3 separate regions of the Zea mays genome follow, and regions 1 and 2 are each linked to region 3. The links are chromatin contacts, called in public Hi-C maps. All regions are on one chromosome and are shown on one strand. Each heading gives the region's core, a stretch centred on a gene start, on an enhancer-like site or on the middle of the called end of the contact. The rest is flanking DNA. Distances are from core to core; before and after follow the strand shown. Region 1 holds the start of LOC100285095. Region 2 holds the start of LOC103649544. Region 3 holds the start of LOC100281025 (thioesterase family protein).

Evidence for each region. Hi-C and Micro-C count contacts between places; a contact is called where the count stands out from the background.
Region 1: a Hi-C map of tassel shows a contact between it and region 3, with 2.2 times the contacts expected there. The contact joins the promoter of LOC100285095 here to the promoter of LOC100281025 in region 3. A contact is called at or near these places in 5 of 25 Hi-C or Micro-C datasets (endosperm, leaf, leaf mesophyll and 1 more).
Region 2: a contact with region 3 is called in a Hi-C map of leaf, with 4 times the contacts expected there. The contact joins the promoter of LOC103649544 here to the promoter of LOC100281025 in region 3. A contact is called at or near these places in 2 of 25 Hi-C or Micro-C datasets (both in leaf).

What each region holds. Positions count from the first base shown.
Region 1 is chr3:2,027,112-2,031,053 of Zm-B73-REFERENCE-NAM-5.0, reverse strand. It overlaps LOC100285095, which reads left to right and starts at 1,417. Exons shown (of 15, transcript NM_001157990.2): 1 at 1,417-1,695; 2 at 1,843-1,883; 3 at 2,566-2,635; 4 at 2,729-2,877; 5 at 3,280-3,375; 6 at 3,468-3,538; 7 at 3,713-3,774; 8 at 3,855-3,918. The coding sequence starts at 1,620.
Region 2 is chr3:2,008,403-2,012,140 of Zm-B73-REFERENCE-NAM-5.0, reverse strand. It overlaps LOC103649544, which reads left to right and starts at 2,052. Exons shown (of 5, transcript XM_008675265.4): 1 at 2,052-2,146; 2 at 2,246-3,106; 3 at 3,232-3,431; 4 at 3,521-3,578; 5 at 3,652-3,738. The coding sequence starts at 2,329. It overlaps LOC103649545, which reads left to right. Exons shown (of 4, transcript XM_008675266.2): 4 at 421-1,245. The coding sequence ends at 537.
Region 3 is chr3:2,199,371-2,203,172 of Zm-B73-REFERENCE-NAM-5.0, reverse strand. LOC100281025 (thioesterase family protein) reads left to right here and starts at 1,379. Exons shown (of 3, transcript NM_001411388.1): 1 at 1,379-1,778; 2 at 1,889-2,029; 3 at 2,378-2,854. The coding sequence starts at 1,590. The coding sequence ends at 2,497. It overlaps LOC100217079, which reads left to right. Exons shown (of 10, transcript NM_001359557.1): 9 at 1-278; 10 at 478-1,259. The coding sequence ends at 1,097.

The DNA.
Region 1 (3,942 bases), core at 168-2,667, 170 kb after region 3:
TTGTACACCTGGATCCTCTCCTTACGCCTATAAAAGGAAGGACCAGGGCCCTCTTAGAGAGGGTTGGCCGCGCGGGGACGAGGACGGGACAGGCGCTCGCTCCCTCTCCCGCGTGGACGCTTGTAACCCCCTACTACAAGCGCACCCGACCTGGGCGCGGGACGAACACGAAGGCCGCGGGATTTCCACCTCTCTCTCGCCTTCTTCCCCTCCTTCGCGCTCGGCCTCGCGCCGACCCATCTGGGCTGGGGCACGCGGCGACATTCTCACTCGTCGGCCCAGGGACCCCCCGGTCTCGAAACGCCGACACAAATATAAGTCATTTGTGATCTTTACAAGTCATCCTTTAATAACATAGGAAACATAAGTTGTTCGTCATATTTGTGAGCCATTCCTTAAGTCATTTCAGGGTAGGTAATTACCACACTAGATGACGAATATCACACACACATATATATACATAATCACTTTTTAGTTAGTTTCAAACTAATTTAATTTAGAAAATAGCAATTATACTCATAATCTAACAGACCACATCAATGCAACACTAAATTAACACAACTCTTTGCTCAACAATTTATAAAAAAATTCACAATTCACACATATGTTCGTCTATCCCACAGTCATACTCGCACAAACAATTTAACACATAAACATAATTTATAAATTATCAATTTAACTCATAGTCTATAGAACCACATATACATATAATATGTTCACCAATTCATGCATAAATGAAATGTATATAATTTCGTTTTGTTGAAAATGTGATAGCTCGTTGAGTTCATGAGACATTAACGAACTAAGCTAAAATGTTTTAAAGCTAGAATGCCAAGTTAGCTTATAAAAAATTCAAATAAAATCAATCACAATCTGAACAAATCAACAAGTCATAAATATTTCGTCTGGCCCTAACAGGAGCTCGAGAGTTTGATGACGACTGAGGGTATGTACAACATTGAGTCTCCTGATTGGTTTTCAATACACAGTAGACATATAAGAAACTACGTTATACACTAAAGTACCTTTAAAATCTGTCACATCATAAATACTGTTAATCTTGTATTTTTATATTTAACCCAGTAAAGACCCTGAAAATACGAGGTATTAAGGGTCTGTTTAGATCGTTGCCTAACTTGCCACACTTCACCTAACTTTTCTGTCTAAGGTTAGTTCTTCAATTTAAACGACTAATCTTAGGCTAAGTGTGACACAGTTAGCCACCAACCAAACAAGCCCTAAATAAGTTTGTAAATGACTGCCCAAAGAGGTGATGAATCATCCTCTTCCCCACGGGCCACGGCCGCCCAGGATCGTCGGTCTACAGCCACAAACAAGGAATTTGTGTGGGTCCCGCTCCAAGTGAAGTCTGGGCCTGGAACTCGGAACTCACGTAACTCCCACCCGACCCGACTCAAAGTCACCCGATCCGCGGCCGCGTCTGCCGTCTGGTGGCACCAGAATTGAACCCCACCCGCGGCCGCCGCCGCAGCAACGTCGGCAATCCGAGACGCCGGAGGCCTCCTCCTCTCCTAATACCGCCCCCCCTCGGGACCGGGAGGGAGTCCGCCGCGGTGCGGATCGCGGCCACGGCCACGGAAAACACCGGGGCGCGGCTCATGGACCGCATCGTCGGCGGCAAGTTCAAGCTCGGCCGGAAGATCGGATGCGGCTCCTTCGGCGAGATCTACCTCGGTGAGCGGACCGACTCCGCTCTTCCCCGATCCCCTATTGCTTCCTTCCTCCTCTCCCTCCCTCTCCCCGCGCGTTTGGTTTCTGCTTGGGTGTTGTCATCTGTTATTACTACTGTGCCTGACCTGCTCTTTGCTGTCACTGTTCCAGCCACGCACGTGGACACCTACGAGATCGTCGCCGTGAAGATCGTGAGTGCCCTCGGTTTCTCTCGCCTCCTCCTCCTCACTCCTCTTCCTTTGGCGGAATTCTTCCGTGGGCTGCTTTGATTCCTGCGCGTTAGCGGCCGGGGATACGGATTATCAGGGTTCATGTGTTCAAATGTGCCATCATCTACTTACTAGATTTGTTTTCATCAACGGATGCACATTTCCCTTTTTTTTAGAGAGAGAAGAAAAAAACACGCAAGCTATGTTCTAATTTCAAATGCTCAGCTCGCTTTGGTTTTAGGGACTAATTTTTAGTTTCTCTATTTTATTCTATTTTAGTCCTTAAAATACCGAATACAGAAAACCAAAACTCCATTTAAGTTTCCGTATTTGACAATTTAGAAACTAAAATAGAATAAAATGGAGTGACTAAAAATTAGTTACCAGAAACAAACACCCCTTTAATTGTATGTTGTTGTCATGATATTTGCCTAGCTTTTCAACGCTGTGGTGCCTGTTGGCCATGATTACACGTTCCGTGGGCTAATTGTAGAGCCTCCTTGGGCAAATGCTGCTACATTAGTATGTTACAACAGCAGGGGCGCGAGCCACAAGTTAGCACCTGCGCGTTAAATTAAACCTCTGCTGCTGGCGACCTTTTTATATATAATCAATAATCACTGTACGGACCAGAGGAACTAAACCTTGACAACCTCTCTCACAGGAGAGCAGCAAGACGAAGCATCCACAGCTGTTCTATGAGGCGAAGCTGTACAATACCCTCCAAGGAGGAAGTACGCATCGGCACGCCACTCTCTGCAGCAGTTTACCAGTATGTAAAGATATAGATATGGCGAGCTTACAATGCAAAGGTTTTGGGTGTCCAGGTGGCATTGCCAACGTCAAGTGGTGCGGTGTGGATGGAGAAGAGAATGTTCTCGTCATTGATTTGCTGGGGCCGAGTTTGGAGGACCTGTTTTGTTATTGTGGCCGAAAATTCACGCTGAAGACTGTCCTGATGTTGGCTGACCAGATGGTAACTATGAACTGGGCACTGACTTCTCAATTCCCTGTGGCATGCCAGCATCTCATGCATGATGTGCAAACCTTTATTTTAGCGATGTTTTGAAATCTGCTTAATTCAAAACGGAGTACTTTGTTTGCATAATAGTTTTGAACCAATATGTTGACAGACGTTCAAACCTTGCTTCCGTCTCAACAAGTGTTGCTGCTTATTTACATTGTTTTGTTCACTAGTTCCACAACTCACATATCTGTATTGACGTGGCACTTTGTTCGTGCAGTAGTTTTCAATTATGTCAAGACAGACTTCAAGACCTTAACTCTGTTTCAGTTTTTATTATTTATATCGCTCACTTGTTCCACATATTACATCTCTGTATTTACTAGAGCATCATTTTGATAAACGTCTGTGCAGATTACAAGAATAGAGTTCATGCATTCCAAAGGGTACTTACACAGAGACATCAAACCTGACAACTTTCTGATGGGTCTTGGTCGGAAAGCAAACCAGGTACTAGGTGTGCTGGCATTAAAGTTCCTTATTGCTTTATTAGAATGACAATGTACTGAACTGTTTGCCAACAACTCTCTTGTGATTATCAGGTATATATAATTGATTTTGGTCTTGCAAAAAGATACCGTGATTCCACTACGAATCGCCATATTCCTTACAGGTACAATTATATATATATGGGATGTGTTCTTTGTAGACGCCTAGACGGCGTTCATTTTTTTATAGAAATGTGAAGCTTCAAATTATATTTGATCTATTTTCCAGACAATGGTTTGGGCATTTAGCTAATCTTGTACATCTGCGATCTTCGCTTGCCCAATTGCTTTTTCTGTAGAGAAAATAAGAGCTTGACTGGTACAGCGCGCTATGCAAGTTGCAACACCCACCTTGGAATAGGCAAGTTATAACCTTCTCGAGACTTAGAAATCACCATCTTAATTTGATATTTAATCATTGTTATTGGATTTTATTGTCAGAACAAAGCCGCAGAGATGATTTGGTATCTCTAGGCTATGTGCTTTTGTATTTTCTCCGAGGAAGGTATGCATCTTTTATGCTGTGTGG
Region 2 (3,738 bases), core at 803-3,302, 190 kb after region 3:
ATTGCTGGCTAGTAAGTGCCTATGCGAGGTTATCATTTGAATTTGGCAAGGCAGCACTATGTACGGATGATGATGTACACTCACTTCTACTCTCACGTATACTTGTCATATGCTCCTCTTACTTGTATGCATGCCATTTCCTGGACTAAAAATCGATCGCAGCTTTGGTTCTTTTTTGCTTTCCTGTGCTAATGATGGATGCAGTCTACTTGAGACGTCGGTAATGCTGCCTGCTTTGGTTGGGCATCGGGAGTTGGTGCCCCCCAGATTTAGGGTCTTGTCGAGCGAATGAACAGGACTAGGTGCTTCCACTACCCCGCGAAAGGGTCTTATCACAGTGTAGAAAAGCAGCACTTTTTACCTTTCCCTTGCACGAACGGCGACGATGAGACGCTGATAAGTATTTCTTTGGACATGCAGGAGGATGATGGAAAGCAGAGGAACAAAGCTTGTCAAATGAAGGCTGGCCCCCGTCTCATGCCACTTGTTCTTGACATCAGAAAGCACTACGGACAAGGTCGATATCATGATAAATAGCATGCTGTATGTATGGGATCATCAGCGAACGTTATGGCTGAATTTGTTTGCTGTTCCAAATGAAACGGGCGATGAAGAACACTGCACAGATTGTACTTATATCAGTATCCACACAAGGATCGATCCTCAGATTCAGTTCCATACAAGAACTGCTTATCAAAAAGATTCTTCGCACTAGCTGCGGGAAACACGGATTGGAGGCCGCATCATTCTCTCCATTCTCCAACATGAGAATTAAAGGAAGCAAAGAAAGGAGGAGGAACTAAATGAAGCCCTGTCACTCAGTTTGAGCCATCATTCTCTTTCCGTAAGCATCCAATCATATGGGCCATTAAAGCAGGCAAAGGAGAGAGAGAGAGAGAGAAGCTCAGTCAGGATATTCCATGAAAAACGCAAAAGAAAGCACCTGCAATCATCACCAGCTTCATCACTCATCAGGCTGCTAATGCTAATGGCGGGGTATATTCCCCATCCTGGCTCTCCCCTGTCGGGCGGGTTTCCTGTGAATCTGTGATTCAATTTGCTGCTCACCAGGTGGTGCCAAACGCTTGTCTCCCTCCCTCTAAAAAAACACTTGTCTCACAGCTTCTAGATACCGTGCAGAGTTGCGGACACGCACTTAGCTCGATGTCATAGACAGTAGTGCACTTGTATATTTGATTCCCTTTGTTTTGTTGGTAACTAATGATTCAGATGAAGCGCACGTAACCACATCATCACACGGCTGCATAAATTTCATCTATAGATACTACTACTAGCCCAGTGCAATTACCTCGCATCGCATCTAATGATCACGCACGCTCTGCCTAAAAAGTAAAAACCCAAGACCAAGGAATCTATGCTTCTCTCTTCCCCTGCTCTGCTCCTCATTGAGAACGATCTGCATGGTTTCAGTGACTTTGTTAAGTCTTTTTTTTTTCCTTTCGATTTTTGAACATTGAGTTTGGGGATGTTTGGTTCCTCGGTACAATTTGCCATAACTTACCTTAGCCAAATGTGGCTAGAAAATTTGAAGACATACTTCGCCGCACTTTTTTTACTCTAATATAGGTGGAGCCCTAAAAAAAATCTTACCTATATGTATCTTTCAAGTTGTTTGTTTAACTTTGTTTCTATAGTGTTTTGTCTCTATGAGATTGTATTTGCAAATAGCTATTTCTATAGTGTTTTGTCTCTACGGGCGAACGGTCTGTTTGTTTCTCGATGCATGATTTGGATCGACAGAGGACATGCAAATATGCAATGCCGACAAATAGGGTGCAACTGGGTTTTTTTAAAGGAGAATCGACGGGAGGACGAGGAGCCCCACCTAAACATTTTCATTAATCGACCGAAGTCTCAGTTCGACTAAATTAAAGGATACACAAGGTACAAAGAGAAGCACGAGAGTGGGGAAAGAAGACCAGCACTAAGAAATTACATCCACCAAGCACTAGCAAGATAAGCATGATCCGCACGACACAGCTTAATATAAACACATAATACGTACGTAGTAACAACACAGCTTCCATATATATATAGCAGAAGCTGTGTACTTGCTGTGTTGTGCTGAGAGCTGCTGCTTTGCTAGTTCTGACACAAGTGGAGAGCATGCATATACGTTTGTGATGTGAGTTCATGCCACTGAGCCCCATCCTAGCAGCTAACAGATATCCATCCCTCTCTGACAGCCTTCTAAAACCCTAATCATTCCTCTGTTTGTTTTCAGTTCTTCTTTAATAAAAAAAAGAACCCAGCAATTCAGCACCGACCTTGGATCCTTGAATTTTGTTGTCCCCGGGTAGCTAGGCAATGGAGCAATGCGCCGACGACCACGGTGGGCAGGTCCCGAGGCTTGAGGGCATCGAGGAAGAAGGCAGCCCAGCCGATAAGTGGGCTCCGACGACTGTCCGGCCACCGGAGACACCGACGGAGACGATGGAGTTCCTGGCAAGGTCCTGGAGCCTCTCGGCGGCAGAGATCTCCAAGGCCCTCAGGGCGCTCAGCTGCGGCAATGCCGCCTCCGATTCTCCTCCCGCTGTCGTCGCCACGTCCACGGCGGAGCGGCCGCCGCTTGGCAGTGATCATCGCCGCCTGTCTCTGCCGCAGAAGGCAGACGCGGCGGCTGGGGCTGGTGGTGAAGCCGGCGGAGGCACGAGCCAGCCCATCTCTCCCAGGGTGCACCTGGGCGACGTGAAGCTGCTTCGCGCCGCGGGGAGAGGGAAGACGGTGGGCGCGTGGATCAAGGAGCAGAGGGAGAAGAAGCGCGCCGAGGCCCGGTCCCGCAACGCGCAGGCGTACGCGGCCACGTCCGTGGCGGGCGTCGCGGCGGCGGTGGCGGCGCTGGTGGCCGGCGCGGTGTTCTCGTCGTCCTCGGCGGCGCCGGAGCAGCGGCCGGCCAAGGGCGACGGCGGCGGCGCCAAGACCGCGGCGGCCGTGGCGTCCGCGGCGGCGCTGGTGGCGTCGCACTGCGTGGAGATGGCGCAGGCGATCGGCGCCAGCCACGACCAGATCCTGGCCGCCATCCACTCGGCCGTGAACGCGCAGAGCAGCGGCGACGTCATGGCGCTCACCGCAGGCGCGGCCACGGGTACGTACGTACGATACGACAACCGCAAGACAGTTATTACGACAGCAAGCAGAAGCTGAACTGCTGAAGCAAGAAACGGAGGCATCTGATCTGATTGATTGACGTGCCCATGGATGGTCTTGCAGCTCTGCGCGGCGCCGCCATGCTGAGGGCGAGGCTCCACAAGGAGATCCAGGCGACTGCGTTGCCAGGCGACGGCAGGGAGCCGGAGAGGGACATCTCGCCGCTGGTCTTCGTCTCCCGGGGCGGCGAGCTTCTGAAGCGCACCAGGCAGGGCGCCCTCCACTGGAAGCTCGTCACCGTGTACATAAACTCCGGCTTCGAGGTCATTATTATTATTATTATGAGTACCATACCATACCATACCAAACACACCATCACCATCACCAAACCCAACCCAACTTTTATTTGCAGGTGGTTCTCAAGATGCAGAGTGCACATATGGCCGGCACCTTCATCAAAACCAAAAAGTGTAAGATTGATTCATAGTTTCTTTTTTTCTATATGGATTTGCTATATGGATTGGAGCGTGATGCGCATGGCAGGTGTGGTTCTGGACGTGTGCTCGGAGATACCGGCATGGGCAGGCAGGGAGGTGGGCAGGAGGGGATACTTGGGGATCAGGACGGTGG
Region 3 (3,802 bases), core at 130-2,629:
AAATGCACTAGCAATTGTGGACACATTTTCACAGAACAGCACCGTTAACAGCAACACTCAAGCTGCTGACCCCTTTGGTCTCAATCCAAGTTCTGCTATTCCAGGATCTCAGGCATACAACACTCCAACTCAGCAGCATTTCCAGTCGCAACAGGCGACACTGTATCCGAACGGGGGTGCTGGAACGTCCTATGATCAGGCATCCCAGTTTAATAATGTTAATTCAGGGTGGAATGATCAAGCTGCCAACCTTCCAGCAGAGCAAGCACTGAATTACGGTATGGCAAGAATTGTAATCTCTGATCTGCTGTTATATCTTTCTGGAATACTACTTAATTATTACTTTATTAGTGTGTGCACTTTTCTGTATCACTTCTGTCCTTCAACCAGAACTCTCTGTATTCATATGAATCTTTCTTTTTCTATCCGAAGAAGAAGAAGAAAAAAAAAAGTGACGCTAGTATCCATACTCTGTAGATGATCAAAGTGGAAACCTTCCGCCACCTCCTTGGGAGGCTCAGCCAGCGGCAAGCAACGAAATGCCAAATGGTGAATTGGGAGGCGTGCAACCTCTCCCTGGGACAGCTGGGCAGTTCGGCGGCATGCAGCAGGCATTGCAACCACAAGTTAACCACATGGGAGTTCCACAAAGGCAGCCAATGTACAGCAACCAGTCAGGGATTGGGGTGGCGCCAACACTGATGCAGGCAGGCTTGGGGAACCAGCAGTTGGGTTCGACATCCATGATGGGCATGCCTCCACAGATGTATGGCGGCGGATCGCAGGCAGCCATGATGTACCCGCAACAAATGCCAGTGGCGCCGCAGCAGCCGATGTATGGTGGTGGTGGTGGTCGTCTGGCAGGGTACATGCAGCATCCTGCTGTGGCCGCTGCGCACTACTACAGCAACCTGGGGACGGCGGGAATGTATGGGTACCCCGGCGCGAACGGGCTGTCCCAGAGCATGTATGGCCTCTCGGTGCAGGATAACTCGTCGTACCAGACTAAGACGGCGCCACCCTCTGCGGTGATGAAGCCCGAAGACAAGCTTTTCGGCGACCTCCTGAGCATTGCCAAGACCAAGAAAGCTTCATGAGACGAGCACGAGCAGGAGCAGGAGCTTTGTCGTTTGATCTTTTACACTTGTGTAACATTCATTGTCTGGCTGTCGTATAAGCTTTTTGGGGTCCTCTTTTTTTTTTAAAAAACATTATTTGTTCCCACGATCCCATTGGATTCGTTATACCGTACGTAAATGATGATTCAATAAAGGGTGTGCAGTACGTACTTACGATATTGTACATACGGTGCAGAAATGTTTTCAGTATTCATATATGTATAAGGAACCGATGACGGCGGAGATCCGGCGAGCTGTGTACAGACCCAAAGGCTCTCCTCATCTGAAGCATCCGTGGCTTTCCTTGGAGATGTAACCTGCCTTTTCTGTTTTTAATCAATCATCTCTGTACTCTGTTCTGCCTGCGTCGCTTTCGGCTGCATCGCTAGCACTAGCAGCGGGGTGGGGTGGGGGTCGTAGTCGTGCTAAGCAAGCAGCGATCCGCACCAGAATCCATCCAATCGCGCGGCCATGGGCGACGGCGAGACGCGGCTGGTGGCCGCCGCGACGGCGAGGAAGTGGCTGGAGGACCCGCGCGTGGGGTACGACGGCGGCGTCGGCAGCCAGGCGCTGAGCTGCGTGGCGATCGCCGGCGCGCGGGTCTCCGTCGCCGAGCGCGGCCGCGTCGTCTGCTCGCTCCGCGTGCGCGCCCCCGTCGCCGTGCGTGCTGGCCGTCCAACTCCAACTACTACAGCAGCAGCGGTTGACTTGGTCCCGGAGCTTCCCGAGCCCTCTGACTGACTGACTCGCCCCGTGGGCCGTGGGTGCAGGACGCGGAGGGGAGGTGGCACGCCGGAGCGATCGCGGCGGCGGTGGACTGCGTGTGCTCGGCGGTGGCGTACACGGTGGAGGCCGCGCCCACGGCTACCGTCCACTACAGCTTGTCCTACTTCTCGCCGGCCGATCGCGACGTACGTCCAGATTAACCTTCCTTTTTATTTCCCCCGCCAAACTCTGGAGCTAGAACAACGCTCACGGCTAGCTCCGGCCGCAGACGGAGGTGGAGGTGGAGGGGCGAGTGGTGGGCCGGATGGGGAAGCTGACGGCCGCGGTGGTGGTGGTGCGCGATAAGGAGTCCGGCGAGCTGGTCGCCGTAGGGAGGCAGTGGGTGACCCCCGCCTGGCCGACCAAGGCCAACAAAACCAGCAAGCTCTGAAGAAGAAATGCAGTAGAATTTTTTGTATAATAATTCGCCGGCACACTTGTCATCTTGGAAATTCGATCTTTCATTTCATCTTGGTAGGTATTCCTGGTTTCAGGCACGAGCTCGGACTCGGTCTTTGGGGCCGGCCGGGATCAGAATCAGACGCGGGTACGAGCGGTGCCGCGGCATTGTCTGGATCTTGCACTGGGGAACGCATCGCATCGTGGGCCGTTAGGGTATGTACAGTGGTGTTTAATGTGCAGGCTCTTAAGGTGTTTTAGGGGTTATTTGCAAAAAAATCTTAGAGCCGTCTCTCCGTGAAGAGACGTCTCTGGCTCGTAAACCAAGTAACAACAGACGCCTCACTTCCCACTGTACGAATTTGTCGTCTGTTCTATCGATCTGATGCTATACAAATACATTTAATTCTGTATTTATTAATAGACTACGTTTAGAGACACTCCATTGTACAATAGAGTCTCTTAGTTGTCTCCTGTGCTTGGAGAACCGTTTTGGTGTCTCTCCACTGTACATGCCCTTAATTGGGTATCGCTTGCTGTTCGCTTATTTATCCTGTGATTGTTATGTGGTTGGTGGCGCCTGTGTCGAGCGTTTATTACTGATGATGCGTAATTGCGTAGTGTGTGGGTGTTATTTTTTTTCCACGACTCTAAGCTAGAGCACAAGCGCACAGGATTTTTAACGGAAAGACGATTCCCCCTATTTCATTAAGAAATAGGGACAAAGTTTGACACGATCTGAAGCTAACAACTACTTATTACAAGACTTAGAACACATAGCCACCAACAGAATCAAACCTATCCAGAAGCGTTTTGGATCAGGAGATTCCAAACAAGCAGCTAGCAGCAAAGACAGACTAAGTCCACAGAAACCGACTGTTACCAACAGTTTTGATAAGGCCCCAACTGACAAACATCCAACCCTTAGGGTTTCTGACAACAAGAACAGTTAGCCCTCGCCTAATCTTAATTACATAGACGTTTATCCACATGTGCCCAGCCGAAGCTTCGGTTGAAGATCTCTTTAGCAATTCTTCTGATTAAGGAGCTTCCTTCCTCCAAAATCTTTCTTGTTGTTACTTTCTGGAGAATGGCCCAAGAGTCCAACCAAAAACAACAAAGAAATAATATGCTAGCGGAATTAACAGGATTGATGTTGTTGAAACATCAATCATTTCTAATTTTCCACAAAGACCATAGCACTGCACTGCATCCAATTGTGATCAGATTTCTTTCATTTTTTTAAAGCTACATATCCGATCCCCAAACATATCATTTGAGTTTTTGAGAAGGGATAAAGAAGTTAAGGCCATTTGAATCACTCTCCAGGTGAAAATGGTAACCTGACAATCATAAAATATGTGTTTAGTTGTTTCAAGGCAACCACACCAATCACAGTTTTACATTCCCTTGTCATTTCTTTTTTTCAAGTTTTTTTGGATAAAATCTTGTCCTTTAAAATCAGCCATACAAGAATTTTAGTTTTTCATATAAACCAATATGGAGTTTTGGTCGTACTG